Regions from separate parts of the Mus musculus genome. Here region 1 is linked to region 2. A link is a contact called in public Hi-C data. All regions are on one chromosome and are shown on one strand. The core of a region is the stretch at or near the end of the contact, and the rest is flanking DNA. Distances in the headings are between cores, read along the strand shown.

Region 1 (6,938 bases), core at 2,839-5,338, 780 kb after region 2:
CAGTGAGTTGGGACATTTTTGAGGATGAAGTTAGAGAAGACCCAGGTGGGAAATTTTTCTCTCAGTTTCTATCCTTGGAGCATAATGGAGGATTCCTCAGTTTAGAAGCCCTGTTTTACAGAAGAGGCCAGAGAGCCACAAACTGTGGTCCTAAACTCTTAGATGCTACCTGCATCCATCATCAAGTGCTAGAGTGTTGTTTCTTCCAATATGCAGTAGAGCTGACTTTCCTAGATAGGTCTTTTGGTTGTTATGATTAGGATATTCCATGGAGGGAATCACCTACTCACAGAGCCTGCCACAGACTGGACTTTTTAGGACTAAGGACTTTACATCTCCTGCCATTTCTTTGCTCTCACCATTAGGCCCTCACTAGATTGCATGATGCTCGCTTCCCTTGCTTCCCTTGAGGCAATCAATCTCAGTTTCTCAGTCAACCAATTCAGAAATCAGTCTCTTCTGGAAGCAACTTCAATAGTGACACCTAGAAAAGTGCTTTGACCAGCTCTCTCGACATGCTTCATCCTTGTCAACTTGACATACAATAGTAACCATGAAAAAGAAAATAAAAAATCTTGGCTTGCCTCGGGTGAGATAACAGTCCATTCACCAAGGAAATTCTCTTGCTGAGTTGGGCATCAAGAGATAAGGCACATAGATAAGGGCCAGCAAGATGGGCTCAGTGGCTGAAGTCATGGCTTCCCAAGCTGATAACTTGAGTTTGATTCCTGTAACCTGCATGAAGATGGGAGGAGAGACTCTATTCCACAAAGTTGTGCAGTGTCCTCCACATGTGCACACCTACATGCACATCTTATACAAGAATGCACACACTAATAAAAATAGGATTTTGAAAAGAGTTGGTGCATGTGACCCTTTGAGGCAGGTGCATAAGGCCAAATTCCAAGGTTCAGGATATGGCTTATAGGAATAGAAATTATGGGGGCTATTAATGAAACCTACCTCTAGGTTGCAACTGTGGTCTATTCAGTTATGGATGCCTGGAATGAAGCCTGTGTCTCTTGACCTCCCCCAGGCAGTCAGAGTAAGCATTGCAAGGAGTCCCCTTTCTTGATTCTCTCTGTGGGTTACGTCACACTCCAGGATATGGCAGTTTAAAGTTTTTGGCCAGGACCCAGTGCCATCTTGCTAATGGTCTTTCAACTGTGGCCAGACTGCCTCATATTTTCCAGAGAGCTGGAGAAAGAAAGGCTGAGCAGATTCTCCCTCGCCCCCAACTAATAAAGCATTTGTAGACACACAGAGAGATATTAAGCCAGGAGGGGGTGAGAAGGGGGCCACTTTGAAAAGCCTTTAGAAAGCCTCCTCTCCCATCTGTTCAATTCGTGGGAAGGCTCTGTTTTCCGTACTTAAAGGTTTTGTAAATTCATTACCAACAAGTAAAATGTACAAAGCACACATAGAGACATCGAGGTCTGACTCACCATCTGCTGGGGAGTTGCATCCTTACAAACAGTGCAGTTCCAGTCTCTGTCAGTAAGAGGAGTGACTATACACCATCCAGGACTCAGCATTACCAAGGAGGGGAGAGATCTCTTCTACCATTTTCTTATTGCATATGGATAGTATTCATGGATCTTGGGTCTTCAACCCTTTAACCCAGTATAGCTGAAGAATGCTGTGGGTTACTATATAGAACATTGTATTAGTTCTCACAGAGCCTGGGAGGAGAGTCAGAGTCAGAGACGGAGTTTAATTCACTGTGTGTGTGTGTGTGTGTGTGTGTGTGTGTGTGTGTGTGTGTGTGTGTGTGTGTGTGTTCGGGGTGTTCATCATTTTTTTTTCTTTCTGAAGAGCTCTTTTTCTGCCCCAACAGAAAAAGAGCCTTCAGGCCTCTCTTTAATGAGCCCATAGGAGTCCATTCAAATCTGTTCCCTGGCAGAGGTATGAATGAGGTAAGTCTGAATCTCTCCTCAATTAAATGCCCTCTGGCTCATGTTTTTTTCTGTAATATTTTCCCTAGTAGTATCAATGTGGCCAGTTGGCTCCACTGTTGACTCCAAAGTCTCTGCTGTTCTCTGAGGGCTTCTTGGGGGGGGGGGGGATTGTGTCCATCTCTGTTCTTGTGTCTCACCTTGTGTGCCCTGAAGTAGGTTTATGGTATTCACGCTAATCCTTCTGGAGAAGTGTTGTGAACCTATAGCTGTGTTCAGCTACACCTGGCATTGTTCACAAGCCTCTGTTTCCTTCATAGGATCCTGTATTGAACATGTAGTCCCAGCTCACCTCACTATTTTAGGAGTTTACAAAACCTCTAGGAGGCCAGGCCTACCTGAAGGAAGTAAGTCTCAGGGAAAAGGGAAGGGGAAGGGGAAGGGGAAAGGCTTGAATGTTATGGCCCATGCATGTTTCTAGTTCAACTGAACTATGAGCAAGCCACTTTGTGTCTCTACAAATGTGGGCACAAGTTTCCTCCAGGTGACATGTCTTCCATGTTGTGAGACTATGAGCCAAACTCAGTCTTCCCTCTCTTAAGTAGCTTTAGTCAGGTCTAGTGACATATATCAGCCAAGGGACATTCTATTCATTCAGCACTAAGTTGTCGAGTATGATGCCAGGCATGTTTCTTGATGCTGGCACAACGAACTCGGAACTCGGCAAGACCTCTATGAGAGAGAGGTCTTACTCTGCAAAGGAAAGGAGATAGACAAAACATCCAGATGCCAATAAATAAGGTGAGGCAACCAAATAGCCATTCAGGTGAAGGTATATGTAGGTTCTGATGTGGACACAAGATGGAGAATCTAGTGGGATCTCTATGAGGGATGCTTCTTAGCAGAGACCTGCATAGGCAAAAGGAGCCAATGTCCTGGTAGCCTGTTAAAGAGAGAGTCAGACACAGACAACAGAAAGCATAAAGGCCCTGAGACAGGGATGTCTTTCCATGTTCTGGGCTGGAAAGAAGTTCAGGTGAATGACAGGTAGAATGACATCTAGATGCGAGAGATGCAGACATGGACCACACTACCAGGACATGAGGCATGGGTGAAAGCTGTACTAAGGGTATTGGTAAACATCTGTAAGTTTTTATGCAAGGCAGTAACATGACATTTAAATAGTATTTATAGTGTGTGTGTGTGTGTGTGTGTGTGTGTGTGTGTGTGTGGTGCATGTGTGTGCATGTGTGTGTATGTGTATGTATGTTTGCTCACTTGTGCTATGAATCACATGCAGAGGCCAGAGGACAACTGGTGGGAGCCTCTTCATTCTCAAGAATCAGACAATAAACTCAAGTAGTCTAGCTTGCCTTGGTGCCTGACCAGTACACTTACCTACAGATTTATCTCATTGGCAATGACTTATATTTTAAAGGAAACATTTTTGCTGTTGCAAAGAGGTCAATTAGAAGGGAGATTTGTATTTCAAAGCCAGCAATAGCAATGGTAAGAGGTAGTATCCTGGGAGTATGCTTAGAAGCAATGGCAGCAGGACTTGCAGATCCATTACATATAACTTGGAGAAAAGAAGAATCACTAATCATAACCAGTAAGACACAATATCACATACCTGGGCCCATAATTCTAGCACTTGAGAGGTGGAGGCAGGGGGATAAGGAGTTCAAGGTCATCTCTGTTATCTATTGAATTTAAGGCCAGTCTGTACTACCTGACTATCTGTGTACAAAACAAATTAGGAATAACCATGACAGGTGCCAAAACTGTGAACCTGAGTGTCCTTTCTATAAAATATGTACTTGGTGAGTATTTACTAACATTAACAGTTATGTGATTAGATGTAAGCTGGCCCTGCTGATGGCAAATAAGCAAACAAACACAAGACGACCAACCAACCCACCAACAAAACCAAGATAGATCCTTCTAAACACATGGGTCCCTAGGCTGCTCAGGAAAATGACATGGCATAAAACCTTGGAATATCTATACCCTGCTCTGCTAAGATTTTGCATATGTAGAAGTAGGATTCTGCACAGCCTTTCCCACCTCCTCATCTAGAAAATTTTGAAGTCATGGCTGGGTATGAATGCTTAAGAACTCCCCCACCCCAACTGGCCTGCTATCATTTGGCCACTTGCCTCTTTCCCTACTTGTCTAAGAAATCTTAATGACTAATGTTTGGCTTTAAATTCTCAATGCCTGATAGTTTCTATCTTGCAACAGATCCTCATGAATTTTTATTGGCTAGTCTGAGGAGGCCATTTTTCCCTGCTTACTACTCTCCCATCGCTGCTCTTTGTTCTCTCACTGAGAATGAAGCATCATTATCCTATGCTCTGTTCTCTGTCCCTTCTGCCTGGCCTGATGCCATCGTACTCCATGACTCAGCTCAAGAGCCTCTGGTTTATTAAGCATCCTAGCTCTTGCTCGTGCCTCTCTTTCCAAATCTGTTTACCTTTCACTACTGCCATGGAAAGAGATCAGTAGTGGGTTTGACACCACAAGTCTTACAGAGATCTGAGTGCAAGTATGCCCCTGTATGATTATACCTGGGAAACTGAATAGTAGATAGTCACATTGGCTCACCCATATAATATATCCTCTCAGTGATAAGAGTGGCTCACTGTGACCAGACAGACTTTATGCTAGAACCTAAATCTCTTCTGATAGTCCAGAGTTGTGACATATGCTAACTAGAAAGTGCCTATCTGACCTTCCCCAATGGAAACCTTGCCATGCTGTTTCTAACTGTTAAGCCAGACACACACATCACACACACACATGTTGCTAAAGGAGGGAGAACTTGTGAAATCCAGCCTATCAATTTCTTCAGACACTGCCTGTGTCTTTCCCCTATGATCCATTTGTGTGTCCTATATCACCAGAGTAAATATTAGCTATGGGCATGAATATACACTGAGTCCAGTGAATATTTGTAATGAATGTTCTAGCATATTTTGGGGACCCTTCAACATTTGCTATTGCCACCATTAGGATTATTGCATTTCACCCCTAGAAGCTGCCATTTACTATCCCATTAGACTAAATTTTTCAATGAGCCTTTTGCTCCTGTAAAATCTCAAAAGCAGAACTGTGTCCTATATTATATACACACATCCCCTATAGAACTTACTGCACAGATCTGGACAGCTCGAAGAAATTTGAGACATACCTGATAGGGTGATGCATGACTAAATGAAGGAAATGTCAAAGCCACTACTGATTGTGGTGGTGGCCCCACACAAGACTGTGGGTAAGGAGCTGAGACACTTTAATGCTATTAGTGATGTTTTGTCTCCTGGGATAAGAGGGCTAAATTAATTAAGCTGCAGTTGAGTTTCCTACCCTCTTGAGGCAGACCAGAAACCTTTCCTAAAACCCCAGGAGCTGGAGACCTTTGTGCATAACAGTAGGAGGAAATACTCTTAAGCCTTCAGAGCTCCTTGGAAGTTTGTGTCTGCAAGGCAGGGACTTTCACTGTTGGTGCTGTACTTTGTGCTAGGAGACAAGTGAGCAATCGGTTCTAGATCTGGGCATGAAAAGTACAAGGGAGTGGCTTCCTGTGCCTATGTACTTAGACTCATCTCAGTATTCTAAAATGGCACAGCTGGGTATATATACTTTTATGTGCATGGGCAGCCATAGTTCCCACATACTTGTGCAGGCTTAGGTGAATTTGTGGGATTGCCAAGCATAATTCTGAGTTCATGCATTTGCAATGTGTAGGCATGTGTGTTTGCAATCACTCTTGCAAACTAGAGCAAGCCTGTGTACACATGTGAACATGCATACTGATCTCTGCTTATCTACTCCATACCGAGCCCAGACTCCTGCTTTAATCACATCTGTGGCTGAGCAACTGCAGTAACTGCTGTGGCCTCCTAACACTATCAGGATTGCTTTAGCCCTTTCAGGATTACCAGGGCTCAATGTAGTTTAAATATATCTCCAGTCCTAATCCCTAAACAAAGATGCAATGATTTCTGCTAAATATGGAGGATTATTTATTAAGATAAAGTCAAAGCTATGAGGAGCCACATCTGGTGAAACACTGTCATGGAAGACGAAGCAACCCTATCTCCATGGGGGAGGGGTCAGGCAGAAAGGCCACTCTGTGAGGCGACAGCAGTGCCTATAAACATACTCAGTCAGGAAGAGAATGTCTAGCTTTGCTCACCAGCTAGAATAAGGCGCAGTGCTTGAAAGAGAGCAAGGCCCAAGAACTAGACTTGAAGTGATGATGTTCTGGAAGGTACCACGTAAATGTAAGTCACCCCTACTTTTTTAAATTTTATTTTAATTAGGTATTTTCTTCATTTACATTTCCAATGCTATCCCAAAAGTCCCCCACTCCCCTACCCACTCACTCCCACTTCCTGGCCCTGGCGTTCCCCTGTACTGAGGCATATAAAGTTTGCTAGACCAATGGGCCTCTCAATATGAACTAACCAGTACCCCCCAGAGCTCGTGTCTCTAGCTGCATATGTATCAGAAGTCACTCTTACTTTTAAGGAACCATATTAAGGACTAGGAAGTAGGTGGGCTACTGCCAGCTCAGAGAACCCTGTGGGACACTGTTCAGTAGGACTGTGCCAGGATACATATCTAACATGCTAAATACAATCAATAGAACTTAAAGATCACCTAGAAATCTTCACTAGTGCTGTTGGTGGGCCTACATAACTAAGAAGTGAACACCAAGAGCATGTGAGGACAGACAAAGAATGCATATGAGCAAAGCCTCGGCCACACCACGACCACAGGCCAGATTAAGGAAACTCAGAGTAAGCATCCCTTCTCCTCATCAGATAGATCCTCTGCTGTTCGCAATGAGGATGTTTTCCAACACACACACACACACACACACACACACACACACACACACACACACACACAAACACACACACACACAAAGGTTGAGTTTGAAATCTTGGAAAGGAGTTAGAGGCTACACAACTATAGCTTTGGGAGTAGCAAGCTCATTTGCTTCACCCTCTTCCACATAACAAGGATGAAGTACTA
Region 2 (7,493 bases), core at 1,875-4,374:
GGAAATGGTGGCTTCTGGTAGAGTCCTTTTGGTTACTGCCCCTTCCTGGGCCCCAGGCTCGGTGTGCCTTATTTGTGTACTGTGTGAGTCACTAGCCTGGAGCAGAAAGAGGGCCCTGGAGGGACCCACCCTCCTCCTACACTTTTCCACTTCCTCCCACTGCCTTGGGTCTAAAGGGAACTGGGGCCATTTCTCTTAAGAGACAAAGGGTTTCCACAGATGTCCTGGCTCCTCGGTGTGGGCAGGCCTCCTGCCTATAGATGTTTTGTTCCTGGGACAACCCTGGCTTCTGGTTAGCAGCGAGAGTAGCTGTTGTCCCTCTAGCTCCCAGAGTTTTCTATACATTAAACCAATTTCGAACTACTCTTCTGTGGCCTGTAATGCTGTGAGGGGAGAGAATGCTGGGGCTGACCTGCCGAGTGCTTCTTCCACTGGCTGGGATGTCTTCCCTGGGCCTCTGCTGGGTCCTCAGCATTTGTCTACAGGGTCAGAGGCCCCAGGAGGTCTGGGACCCTCCCACCCCCCCTAGGAAAATCTTTATTTTAATCTGTCTTTTGTTTCTATAACTGAATGCCACAGACTAGGTAGTTTATGAAGAAAAAAGATTTTATTTTCAGCTTGTGGATCTTCAGGCTGGGGAGTCCACAAACACAAAATGTTTATGGTATCCAGTGAGAGCCTTCTTCTTGCATGATAATACCACAGTGGACATGATGTGACAAGAAGACAGCAAGCATAGAGAGAAAGCAAGGCTGTTCCCTGGATCATGCACTGCTTCCTGAATCACTTCATTCATCTACAGAAACAGTGCCCTCATCGTCCAATCCCAAAGCCCTGCTTCCAAATCCATGAGCATATAACTTGGGAGATTTTGTTTTTAACATATGAAACATGAGGTCCATTCAAAGCATGAAAAACCTTCAAACATCTGCTTTTTTACTTTTTGCAAGGACAGAAAAATGGCAGTGGATGCGTGAAGGGTTTGATGGCAAATCTGGATTTCGAGAAAGACTTAGCAGTTAATAGATTTTACATTTATCTACTTCTGCGTGTATGGGCAGGCAGGGCTTGTCACAGCTCCCACATGGAGGATGCAGGACAACTTGCAGGAATCAGTTCTCTCCATCCTCCATGGGTTCCAGGATGGAGCTCAGCCCATCAGTCTTGGCGATCTTTCCCTGCTGAACCATCTCATGGGTCCCAAGAAATGAGTGACTTATTGTATCTTTTATGCACTAGAAATAAGACTTACCGGTTGTGTGGTCCTGGCCAGCCTTTCCTAGGACATGATTCCCACCCCACCCCTCCTTACATATATGTGTAAAGCTGAGAGAGACAAGGCACAGATGGCTGTCCTTGAGAAGGGAATGTTAAGTGCCACATAGGCAGCCCAAGGCCAGGTGCTTCAGAAGCAGTTAATGTCCAAGAAAGACTTCATAGCAAAGGGTGGTGTTTGAGGTGGGCCTTTCAGGGTGGGAAGGGCTTTGATGGTACTTAAGGGGTCTGGGGGGAGAGAGGGAGAGGGAGAGGGAGAGGGAGAGGGAGAGGGAGAGGGAGAGAGAGAGAAAGAGAGAGAGAGAGAGAGAGAGAGAGGATATCTTGGAAGGAACAATACTAAAGCTACAGAAGGAGTCAGGAAGGAATTGGACCCAGAGCGAGCTGCTCCATCACTGTTTAGTTGGAATGTTGACTTAGTGATAGCAGGAAACATCCATCCAGTAGAAACCACATTTTGAACACTGAACTTTGATCAGCTGATCTCTATGGATGGGCTCCTTTTCCTCAGCGCCGGCATCGGGGCATTGGCAATGGCCTCCAATCTCTTGGTAGGTCAGGTGTGCCCCATGCCTCTTTGGCTTAGGACGACATGAACATTGGGAGGTCTTAGCAACACAGAAACCTGCTGTAGGTGGAGGGGTAGTGTCGGCAGCAGCAGATTCGGAGTATGTTGTGGGAAGCTCATTGTTAGTGGGAGAAGGAAGGGAGGTTTGAGGCTCTTGGGTAAGGAATGCCACAGGAATAAATCTTTAGGGACAGCAGCTCTGGGAAGCTGGACTTGGGGGTGAGAGGTATAGCGTAGAGATGCCACTGAAAGGGTTCCTGGGATTCAAAAGCTGCTACAGAGTTAGCTCCTGTGCAGCTTGGGTGACGAAGAAGAGAGGTTTCCAAGGCGACACTTAAGTTTCAGGTAGTGAGCTTGGATCCTCACATGCTGAGGTTAATTACGATGGCTACAGTAGCCAGGGGGTGAGTCTTTAATCCCAGTACTCCGGAGACAGGCATATCTCTCAGTTCAAGACCAGCCTGTTCTACAGAGCAGAGTTCCAGGGCAGTCAAGGCTGCATACATAAACCCTGTCTCGAAAAACTAAAAAACCAAAGAAGCAAAAAAGCAAGCAAGCAACCAACCAACCAAACAGAAAGACGGCGGCTGCATTCTGTCCAGTCACAGTGAGGTTCTAGTGCAAGACAAGGTTCTAGCATCCAGGAGAGTAATGAGCAACAGACACACAGATCCATGCCTTCAAGACCCCGGGTGTGTGGCCTCCTAGGTTTTGTCTTATGGTAGCTTTTGACAGTTATTAACGGAGTACGTAAGCTGGAGCAGGTAAGAGGTTCTCTGCCACTTTTGTCTGTGCCAAGGTTTGCATTCAATCTGCGGGTCCAATTCTCCAAGGAGCCCAGGCTCCTCAGGACATGGGGGAAGAGCATTGGGGCAGGAGTCAGGTAGACGCTTTGTGTCTCAAAGCAAAGAAGGCCACATTATTGATTCCTCACTTGGCACTTGACGCACTCATCCCGAATGTGCCCAGCAGGGGGCAGTGCCAGCCTGTGGAAACTGCAACTAGGGACTAAGCTTGCGAGGCGCGGTGGGTGCCTGGTCCTGAGGGACGAATTTCTCTACCTGAAGGATCTGGTGGTGAGGGGCAGCTTCGGGAGTCTTCCGAACCTTGGGATTCCCCTCCGGAAATGTGAACACGCTTTCAAAATATGGGATCCTGAGCCGATCCCTATCTCTTTGCGCCCTTCACCTTCAAGAGACAGAACTTTCTGGTTGCTCTACTCTGAGATCACGTGATCTCACCAGGGGACGTGGTGGACAGCTTGATTGGGGAAAAGTGGGGTGAGGGGTTGGTAGCTGCGGAAGTAGAGCATTTGGGGAAGCTGGGAGTGGCAATGAAAGTCCTTAGAAGGCTGTTGGGGAAATGCTGACTAGGTTTTTAGTGTCCTCGGAGGAAATGAGCCAGTGGGTGTGCCCCATTCTGCAGGGAGCTCTGAATGCCTCTTAGCTAGCTTTAGCTGTGTCTGTGTCACCGCGATGTGTGTGCATCATTCATCCAGTAATACTACAGAGCAACTGCCACTTGTATGTCCCTCTCTCTCAGAAGCTGGGATTCCGGAAGGTTCCCCAGCCCCTAGCCCCAACTCAAAGGAGCAAGCAGTGGGGAGCAGCAGAGGCGGTCACTGATGGGTCAGGGAGAGAAGCGCTTGAGAGCACCACAGACAGACACACTGAGGCAAGGCCTCCTTCAAGAGCCGCTGAGCCACCCAGGCGGCCAGGGGAAAGTGCACAGGCAAGGAAGGAAACAGACCTGCCATTGTGGGCCCGAGCAAAGGATTTACAAAGACCTTGCCACCCAGAATGGGTCTCTGGCTCTAGGCAAGCTGCTTAGTACCTGTTGATACTATGAGAAACTTAGGTGTATCTAGGACTATTATAGACTGGCTTAATCTTTTAATTGAGGTCATAGGTTGTCTAATGAATGGACATGTTCTGAGAAATTTGTCACTACACATTGTCACCACTGAATATTCTTTTATTAATTATTTCTTTTCTTTTTCTCTTCTTCTTCTTCTTCTTCTTCTTCTTCTTCTTCTTCTTCTTCTTCTTCTTCTTCTTCTTCTTCTTCTTCCTCCTTCCTCCCTCCTCCCTCCTCCTCCCTCCTCCCTCCTCCTCCTTCCTCTTCCTCTTCTTTTGGTTTTACAAGACAGGGTTTCTCTGTGTAGCCCTGGCTGTCCTGGAACTCACTCTGTAGACCAGACTGGCCTCAAACTCAGAAATCCACCTGCCTCTGCCTCCCGAGTGCTGAGATTAAAGGTGTGCCACCACGCCCGGCTTATTAATTATTTCTTCACTTTACATCCTGACCACAGTTTCCCTTCCTTCCCCTCCTCCCAGTCCTTCCTGCCAATCTCCATTTACTTGTCTTCTGTCTTTTCAGAAGGGGGGGGGGGGCTCCCATCAACCAACCCTGGCATATCAAGTTGCAGTAAGACTGGGCACATCCTCCTCTATTGAGGCTAGACAAGGTAGCCCCGTAGGAGGGAAGGGTCCCAAAGGCAGGCCACAGAGTCAGAAACAGCCCTTGCTCCGGCTGTTAGGGGTCCCACTTGAAGACCAAGCTGCACTAGTGTAACATATGTGCAGAGGGCCTAGGTCAGTCCCATGCAGGCTCCCTGGAGAGTGGTTCAGTCTCTGTGGGCCCTTAGGGGCCCAGGCTAGTTGATTCTGTAGGTTATCTTGCACCACTGAATTTTTATACCTATGTGATATATAACTGCGTACCTAAGGTACATGGTATGTTTGTATATATGTCTGTGTGTAAATATAATTTATACTATTTGCTATATAAATATAACACATATATGCATGTAATATATAATTTATATATGTTCTATATAATCACAATATATCTGTAATATGTATATATTATAGATGTGTGGCATAGCCTGTTTCACCTAGGATACAAACATGTAGAGCTATGTTATATGTGAAATACTGGATGTATTGGTAACATAATGGTATTTGTGTATATATAAACATCCAAGATAGAAGAGGGTCCATAAACATGCCAGGCAGGAGGTATTTTTTTTTCATCTGCTTTAATCTTACAGACTTTATATACAGCTTGTCATTGACTGAGATGTCATTGTGTGCCACAGCCATGCATTGGCATCAGGGCAGATAGGAGTTCAGGGTTCAGGTCCCCAGCTTGGAGGCATGTACCCAAATTCACTACTGCTGAATGCTGTGTCATTCCCATTCTTTTCTGACTCTCCCATTTCTCTTTATTCCTACTTTCTTCAGAGTGTATAAACTGTGTGCACGTGCATGTGCGCGTGTGCGTGCGTGCGTGCGTGTGTGTGTGTGTGTGTGTGTGTGTGTGTGTGTGAGCTAATCTGAGTAAACCTGCCCCACGCTTAGAGAAGGGGATGCCAGCCCCCCCCCCCCCCCCCCCCAGGAGGTTCCACCTGGACTTTCAGCATCTGGAAAGGTTTCAGCATCTGATTGTTTGAGCCTCTCTGGCTCACTCAGCCCTCCCTGGGGACTCTCCTCAGGCTGCTGCTGCCACCACTTTTCGGCCTTGATGTTAACCAGCCTCCTGCCTCTTGCCTTCTGGGCGTTGATTCAATTAGCCAAGGTGCCCACCTCTTGCAAGGGCCATTTATAAAATCAACTGGGGCAGCTGCAGAACCTCAGGCAGGGCAGGGCTGGAGAGATAGCGAGCTGAGAGGAGGAGGTAGAGGAATCCTGGGAGGGGGGTCTGATCCAATTAGGTGCTAGGCTGGCTTCCCCCTGGCAGGAGGCTGTACATCATTGCTTGGCTTTGGTCCTCTACTGCCCGGCACAGAGCAGAGTCCATCAATCTCCAGGCTGTGGATAGGGATGGTAGAGTGAAGGCAGTGGTATGCAGTGTTCACAACACTTCCATCTTTGTAGCAAGCATGCTTGGGACAGCTTAATGTTGTGGGCTGGGCACACAGGCTGCAGCTTGACTCCCTGGGTTCAAGTTCTACCTCTGCTCAAAGGCAGCTGTGTTTTTGGCACCTGCATCAGTTTTTGCTGGGGGAAAAGGAGATGGTAACACTTCTCCTCTTTGAAGTTTGTGGCAAAGATAAAAGGGATGAATGAAAGCATAGCTCCCAGGACAGTGCTTGGCACATGCTGAGCTCCGGTGTCTACCACAGTCTCATTTGGCTCTCAAACCAGCAGTCAAATTATGCTTATCTTAGTAATAGGGTCACTGGGTCATAGGCAAGCAGCTTCCCCACAGTCTTTGCAGAGAAGACTTGGGCTTGGTAGAGGTGGAAGGATTTGCCTGGACACATGGTTCTAAAGAATGAAGAAAGGAGGAAGAGAGGTCAAGGAGAGGTCAGAAATGCTTTGCCTGCAGCCTTTCCTTTCCACACTAGGAGGGGGAGTGCTGAGGACTCCTCAGCCTCAGCTTGGAGAGGGGTTCTTGGAGAAGGAATGTTTGAGATAGAGAGAAGGGTGTTGGAGACCTGCAAAACGAATGACTTGAAGTCAAACTGTGGGTCCAAGCTGGCAGCCTAAGTTCTGCTCGAGACAGCTTTCTAAATGCTCTATGTTCTTCTTCTCTAAGCAGTTCTCTTTTGTTATTCTAAAAATTATCTGGATAGCTCAACTCTTAGAGATCAAAAGCCCAGTTTATTTTTTTTTTTAACTTATCAATTCAGTCATTCCCCCAGGTTTCCTTTTGGTTATCCCATGAATCAGCATCCCTTGACCTCAGCCTTCTTAGGAAGAGTCAGCAAGCACAGACCTGTCCTGGAATTACCATGTGGACCATGACTGGGCCTAAATTCCCTCTGTCCCAGGCTGACCTTGAACTCAGGAATCTACCTGATTTTGTGTCTTTCTGGCAAGATGGTTTGTGGTGTAGCTGCCCCTACTCCTTCAGATCTGTGACACTCCTTACACAATTCACATTTTGCATGGTTGAGAAATGATCTATTTTTGAACTCATGTTTTCAATGTTCTTTCCCACAGCCGTAGGAGCTGTCTTGAACGCCACAGTATTCTACCATTTGCTGAGACCTAGAACACATTCTTGCCTCCCAGGCTCACGCTGTCTCTGATTATCATAGAGGCATTAACCTTGGCAGAGAGGACATTCCTCATAGGGGAACCATGAAAACATGTACATTATACAAGAAAGCCTTACACCCACAACAACCACCAATACTCAAGGAGTCCCACGCTCTGCTGGCTCTGTTCCAGGGGCAGGAAACCGCCATACTGCCCCTTATATGGCTATTTTGGACTCAGCAGGGGAGGGCAGATTCCTGTGGCTGAATCTGATGCTCACATGATCTATTATGCCTAGGAATGGTGCCACCAGCCGGGCAAGCTGCTGCATAGGCTAGAAGCAAAATTGGAGGCTAGGCAGCCTCAGGGAAGCACCCCTTTCATGATCACAGCATCCACTGGCACCAAGCAGTGAGCACTTTGGGGCAAGGGAGCTAGCAGCTGGCTAGGACAAAGCATCAGGTGGCTCAGCTAGTGCCACTTGCCAACTGGTATGGTCTGTGCAGATCCTGGGACTACTGCCCTGAAGCCAGAAAGAGGAACTGGGAGTAATGAAGAAGGAAGTTGAGGAGGAGTGGGTATAAAGCTGAGGGACTGCTTGGGAGCCAAGTTTGGTAAGCAGGCCCACAATCCCAGCACATGGGAGGCTGAGTCAGGGTTGT

Evidence for each region. Hi-C and Micro-C count contacts between places; a contact is called where the count stands out from the background.
Region 1: a Hi-C map of the N1E-115 cell line shows a contact between it and region 2, with 13 times the contacts expected there. The contact joins two enhancer-like sites. A contact is called at or near these places in 1 of 39 promoter capture datasets (embryonic stem cells), 1 of 484 Hi-C or Micro-C datasets (the N1E-115 cell line) and 1 of 9 other capture datasets (macrophages).

The regions. Positions count from the first base shown.
Region 1 is chr14:71,560,728-71,567,665 of GRCm38.p6, forward strand. No RefSeq gene overlaps it. Among named protein-coding and RNA genes, the nearest start is that of Gm34819, 56 kb to the right of the region's middle. Within about 2 kb of position 4,089, at least 1 of the 459 cell types and tissues checked has an H3K27ac peak or open chromatin away from gene starts, as enhancers often do. A contact at or near this core is called in the N1E-115 cell line, where this site is marked.
Region 2 is chr14:70,778,132-70,785,624 of GRCm38.p6, forward strand. Dok2 (docking protein 2) reads left to right here. Exons shown (of 5, transcript NM_010071.2): 5 at 1-363. Among named protein-coding and RNA genes, the nearest start is that of Dok2, 7.5 kb to the left of the region's middle. Within about 2 kb of position 3,125, at least 125 of the 459 cell types and tissues checked have an H3K27ac peak or open chromatin away from gene starts, as enhancers often do. A contact at or near this core is called in the N1E-115 cell line, where this site is marked.